2 separate regions of the Mus musculus genome follow, and region 1 is linked to region 2. The links are chromatin contacts, called in public Hi-C maps. All regions are on one chromosome and are shown on one strand. Each heading gives the region's core, a stretch centred on a gene start, on an enhancer-like site or on the middle of the called end of the contact. The rest is flanking DNA. Distances are from core to core; before and after follow the strand shown. Region 1 overlaps Ppp1r1c (protein phosphatase 1, regulatory inhibitor subunit 1C). Region 2 has its middle 34 kb from the start of Gm35748.

Evidence for each region. A called contact is a pair of places that touch in the nucleus more often than the background predicts.
Region 1: a Hi-C map of uterus shows a contact between it and region 2, with 2.7 times the contacts expected there. The contact joins two enhancer-like sites. A contact is called at or near these places in 2 of 484 Hi-C or Micro-C datasets (both in uterus) and 1 of 115 datasets of contacts at active chromatin or transcription factors (embryonic fibroblasts).

The regions. Positions count from the first base shown.
Region 1 is chr2:79,784,473-79,787,172 of GRCm38.p6, forward strand. All of the region lies in intron 4 of Ppp1r1c (protein phosphatase 1, regulatory inhibitor subunit 1C), which reads left to right. Among named protein-coding and RNA genes, the nearest start is that of Ppp1r1c, 78 kb to the left of the region's middle. Within about 2 kb of position 1,344, at least 19 of the 459 cell types and tissues checked have an H3K27ac peak or open chromatin away from gene starts, as enhancers often do. A contact at or near this core is called in uterus, where this site is marked.
Region 2 is chr2:79,086,645-79,089,344 of GRCm38.p6, forward strand. No RefSeq gene overlaps it. Among named protein-coding and RNA genes, the nearest start is that of Gm35748, 34 kb to the right of the region's middle. Within about 2 kb of position 1,372, at least 94 of the 459 cell types and tissues checked have an H3K27ac peak or open chromatin away from gene starts, as enhancers often do. A contact at or near this core is called in uterus, where this site is marked.

The DNA.
Region 1 (2,700 bases), core at 94-2,593, 700 kb after region 2:
AAGGAAAGGGATGGTTAAAATGGGATTAATCTTAAATACCTCTTAGCACACATCCGTAGTTGGACTTACTACATGTTTTTCTTTGTTGGTCAGAATTATAAATGCTTAATTTTGATTTTTGTGTAGCTTTCTAATCTGCTTTGTATAGCTTTTAAAGGCTTTATAAGTTGTGCACAGGTAATAATTGTTAATGAGTTCTTGTGGGATGCATCCATAGCCTAGGAGATATTTTTCATCAAGTGCAGGGAATGATGCTAATTCAATGATCTAATCCAAATGCTGACATCATCCCTAAAGAGCACAGTGGTCCCTCTCCTATCAGATTTCCTTTTAGAAATGAGTATCATTCTGTAGTTTTCAGCCGTTTCCTTTTATGGGATTTCACAGAACCTTTTGCTTTGTAGAATTAAAAGCCTACATACATATTCACTAATAGCAGACAAGTAAGTATTCTGCAGTAGATTATTATAAGTGGGACTTGTAGGTGATTGCTGGCAACTGTTCTCCCTTAAGTTTGCTAGAAGAATAAATAAGAAGGCGTGTGAAACTTTTATAGTAACTTACCATTTCCCGCTCAGAGGCTGAACTGTCGATAAATCTTGATCCTGATGCCTTAAGCACTAAAAACAGCCCCTTAGAAATGTGCTCGGGAAACTTGTAGAGATCTAGTCTTTGTTTAAACTTCCAAAGATAAAATGATTACTAACTGGGCAACCACTCCTACTAATTTTGAGTCTGTTGGTGTTCATTCATAGCAGGCTGATGGCATTTGGAGTTTGTTTGGCCATCAGAGTTCATGGGTAGCAGTCAAAGCAGTGGGAACGGAGACTGCCGTCTAACAGAAGGAAGTCTGTCTCCACAATTAGTGCAGCTAACTCAGGCAGTTTTCTTATCTTTTTATTTCCTTGGCCCTGGGGAAGTTGCACGGGTTCCCGACGCCACTGACCATCTATTTTTCTCTCCTACCTCGTAAGACGTTCTTGCTTCAGACCTGTGTTTGGTTTAATGTAATCAAGACAAGGATAAATAAATTTGCTAATAGGGTCATATGCAGAAAGCCTGATATAAACATGCCGGGCCTGTGTGAATCACATTACTTTTTTTCTCAGTAGACAAAACATGTCTTGTGCAAATTCGTTTATGCTGTCTTAATAAAAAAACCCCAGAGGAGCTAGAGCCCCAGATGCTTTCAGTAGACTCAGTCTCACAAGCTGGAGGAGAAGAACGAATAAACAGCTGGATTTACTTTTATCTGGACAGCAGGGTCAGACTTAAGACTTGCACTGTGCAGTCCACCATTTCTGTCTTGGTTTTTGTAAACGAAATTCTGCGATAGCACTGAAGAAAAAGAAAAAAACCAAGTATGAAAACGAATCTTTCAAAGGCAATTCCAGCTGGAGCCAGAAAGCACTAAAATAGATCCCAGCTGTTTGGATTATCTCAACCCAAGAACAACTAAATCCTGCCACAGAAAGCACTACTGCTAGTAAACCTGAAGTTGTGGGTAGCTACAAAGCAAAGCCCTCACAGACCACCCCACGAAGCAGTAGCTTGGAAAGGCTAGTGAGCAGATCGGATTAACTGTTACTTGTGGGTTTTAGCTGTCCCAACCTCTCCTCCTTGGAATTTCAAACCAATTTAAGCCTGAACACACTTCACCAGATGTGTGTGTTTCCAAGTAAGCAGAAGCCAGTGACTTTCTGGGAAATCTTTACATTTTTCCACCTCTAAGAAAAAACAAACGCCTTGTATATTTTATCAGCATGCTAATCAATTGTAGAAGCGCTCGTTCCTTTATGCATTCTGACGACCAAACACCTGCCAAAAGCAACTTAAGGAAGGAAGGATAAATTTTAGTTTTCAGTCTTAAAGGATGTAGTTGTCACTGGGGGGAGATGGGAGAAAGGAACAAGAGGGCTTACTGCATTGTTTATTTAGTAAGAAAACAGACAGAGATGAAGGCTGGTGATTAGTTGGTACAGTCTCTGTGCGCCCTGTGAACCCATGACGGCTGGTTCTGTGGGTTTTCTTGTGGTGTCCTTGGCCCTCTGGCTCCCATAATCCTTCCTCCGCTCTTCCACCATATTCTCCCAGTCTCGTGCTTGGCTGAGGGTCCGCATCTGACTCCATTAGTTGCTAGGTGAAGCCTCTGATGACGGTTGGTCTAGGCACCAGTCTGTGAGTATAGCAGATTATCCCCCAGGTCTCGGGGCTATCTAGCCTCAGGGTCTGGCCCTCCAGAAAATGTCGGGGTGGACTCCCTCTCATGGCAGTGGGTCTCAACGGTTGGCTGCGTCCACAATTTCTGTACCCCCTTTACTCCAGGACGTCTTGTAGGCAGGAGAAATTATAGGTCAGGGGTTTTGTATCTCGGTTGATGTCCCAATCCCTCCACTGGAAGTCTTGCCTGGTTACAGGAGATGGCCAGTTCAGGCTTCACATCCCCCAGGCTGGGAGTCATAGCTAGGGTCGCTCTCACAGATTCCTGGTCATTTCCGTTGCACTAAGCTTCTAGCTCGTCCCAACAGTTTCTTGATTTCTCCCTTCCCTTTATGTCTAGGACCCAAACCCATTCACCTGTGCTCCCTAGTTCAGGATTCAGGGTTGGTGCTCCATGTTCATTCAGACTCCACTGGAAACACTTACACAGGCATAGCCTAAAGCTTACCTCTGGAATGAGCCTAAATCTCATGAAATAGA
Region 2 (2,700 bases), core at 122-2,621:
CCAGTACTTAGTTTTATTATAGGTTTATCCAGGCTTTCAAATGTGGTAAGAGTTTTCATCTATCTTTATTTTCAATGTCTTTTTGGAAAGTGCCTTAGGCTACAGACTGGTGCTGGCCATCTAACCATCATTTTGAACATGATAGTCTGAATTCAAAAAATAGTATATGGTCCAGAGGCATATGATTTCAGTGTATAACCCTCATAATATTATCAGATGGATTCCTCTGACCTTATTCTGGTGTTCATGGCTTTGGAAATAAAGAAAGTTCTATGGAGGATTTGACTTAGGTCTTAAAAGGACAAAAAGAAAGTGATGGCTACCCAGGCCCCAGAAATTTCACAAATTATATATTCAAGCAAGAAAAGTCAGGGCAGGAAGCACAGAGCAAGATCAAAAGAATTGGGCCACTGGGTACAAAATCATGGCATCTGCCTGCACACTTGGGCTTTAGTCCATGGATACTTTTAGAGTAGCTGAATTTTGAGAACGTAGGACTATAGTGGTTAAACTGATCTGTAGAGGGCAGAAGGCTATAAGCAACATGCTAGAGAAGACTGAGAATAAGGAGTAACACTGGATAATATTTAAAGAGAGTACGAATGGAGAGAAGAAAAGACTTGGATTGTGGTGGAGGTCTTGAACACAAAGAGAAAGGGGAAAAGTAGAGATGTCTTCTGGAAGCATGTGCAGTTGGCAAGGAGCTGAAAGGGGAAGGGCTGTTCATGGTGGGCTGAGGCTTCGGACTAACCGAAGCTGTTTCCAGAAATAGAAAGTGGAAGCACCGAAGAACGAGGACAAGAATGTTCCGGGGAGAATATGACGAGTTAATTAGCTACACATAGGTAATGTAAGTAGGGATAATTGAGTGCTTATAAAATTAGATGTGTGGGTCAGAGGAAATTAAGCCTCCGCCAATGAACTGACATCTGTGTTCATTTCTCTTTTGGTGCTGACTGTTGTGGATTAGGACGAAAGGTGAATTGCAATCACCGAGTTTGTTTAGATCAAGCACAACATCATCCTTATCTGAATACCTAACTCTCTCCCTGCTTAGCCTCTGTTCATATCAATAGGCATTCTTACTGCAATCTAACTCGCTGTCTCCATGAAATCCCCAGCAAACAGAGAGTATCTGACTCCCTTTTTACTGCTGTATGACAGCTGGAAAAGGTTACTGGTTCTGAACCCAGATAGTTTCGGTCTCATTCTCCCGCTGAACTCCCATAATTAATCTTTTCCAGACTGACAATAATTCCACTGTCTCCATTTCAGAGAAACTCATGGTGTTTCTAACACTTCAGATAACTCATTACTGGGTTAGAAAGGAATGGCGATACTCCACCAGGCTTCTCCGGTTTCTCCGTGTGCTGTCAGGTCAATGCTCTCAGCACAGCTAAGCAGGGACAGATGGTGCCCATTCCCTCAGTGACAGAACCATCCAGCAATGTCAAAGGCATTTACATCCTTGAGAGAGAAATGTTTTATGACTAAAAGTTTCCCACCATGTGTACTTCAGGACACCGAAATGAAACTCCAGGAACAATTCATGTCCAATTATGTTAAACTTTAATTACATGAATCATTTAAAAATAAACTCAGTTGCTCTCTTCCGTTAGCAATTCTCCAGGGACCTTTTCTAAAAGGGCATTAGTGCACTTGACTTGAAGGTCTCTACAGTAATGAACATGTAAAACTCAAGATTGGACACATGTTCTACCATGAAGACACATACTTATACTACTGAAGAGAAAGTAGGGGGCAGAGGGAGAGCTGCTTAGGAAAGGGATGCCAGTCCAGATTGTAGGGACAAAGCTTTCTATTTCTTTAACTATAGTCCTTAACCTTTATGGATGACAAAGGTTTTTGTTTGTTTGATTTTGTAAATACAAACTCACAGACTCTGCTTAAATAACAGAAATCTGACATCTGAATGTAATAGAATAGGCCTGCAATCTCATCTCAAGGGAAGCCAAGACTGGAGGACTTGGGCTTTGAGGTCAGTCTGGGCTGCCTAGAGAGACCCTGTATCAACAAAGTCCAGTGAGACGATAGGGGAAGGGATAAATTTGAAGAGTCTGCTGATTTGCATTTTAGTCCCACATGATCTTTGCTAACTGACTTATTTTCTGAATCTCAGATCTCTCATAAAGAACAAAGATTTATGGCTAAGATCTCCCATGCTTCTGAAATGTCAACAGTATGATTTACCCAGATAAAAACAGTGAACCGATTGTGATATGACATAGTTTGCAGAAGTACATTTTTCTGAGGTTCAGCAGATAAAGTACTTGATAGTGAAACATGAGGATCTGAACTGAGATCACTCTTTTACTCTTAAAACATGCTAAGCATGACAGGGTGTGCTTGTAATCCCAGAGATGGGAGACAGAAACAGGAGGATTCCCTAGAGCTCACTAATGAGCCAATATGGCTTGACTTAAAGTTGGCAAGCTCTGGGTTCAGTGACAGTCCCTTTTCCAAAAATATTTGGGGAAAATGATCAAAAAACATGACTGGTATAGACCTCTGCCATCCATGGCACATATAGCTGCATGTGCATGTATGTTCTATACACATAAACACATATGTTAATTCTAGAACTAAGTTTATGTTCTAGAGTCAGAAATAATTAAAAATCCTGTAGTATTTTTGTCTTCTCCTTATTTGGAGATGACAGCAATTCTAATCTTGAATATA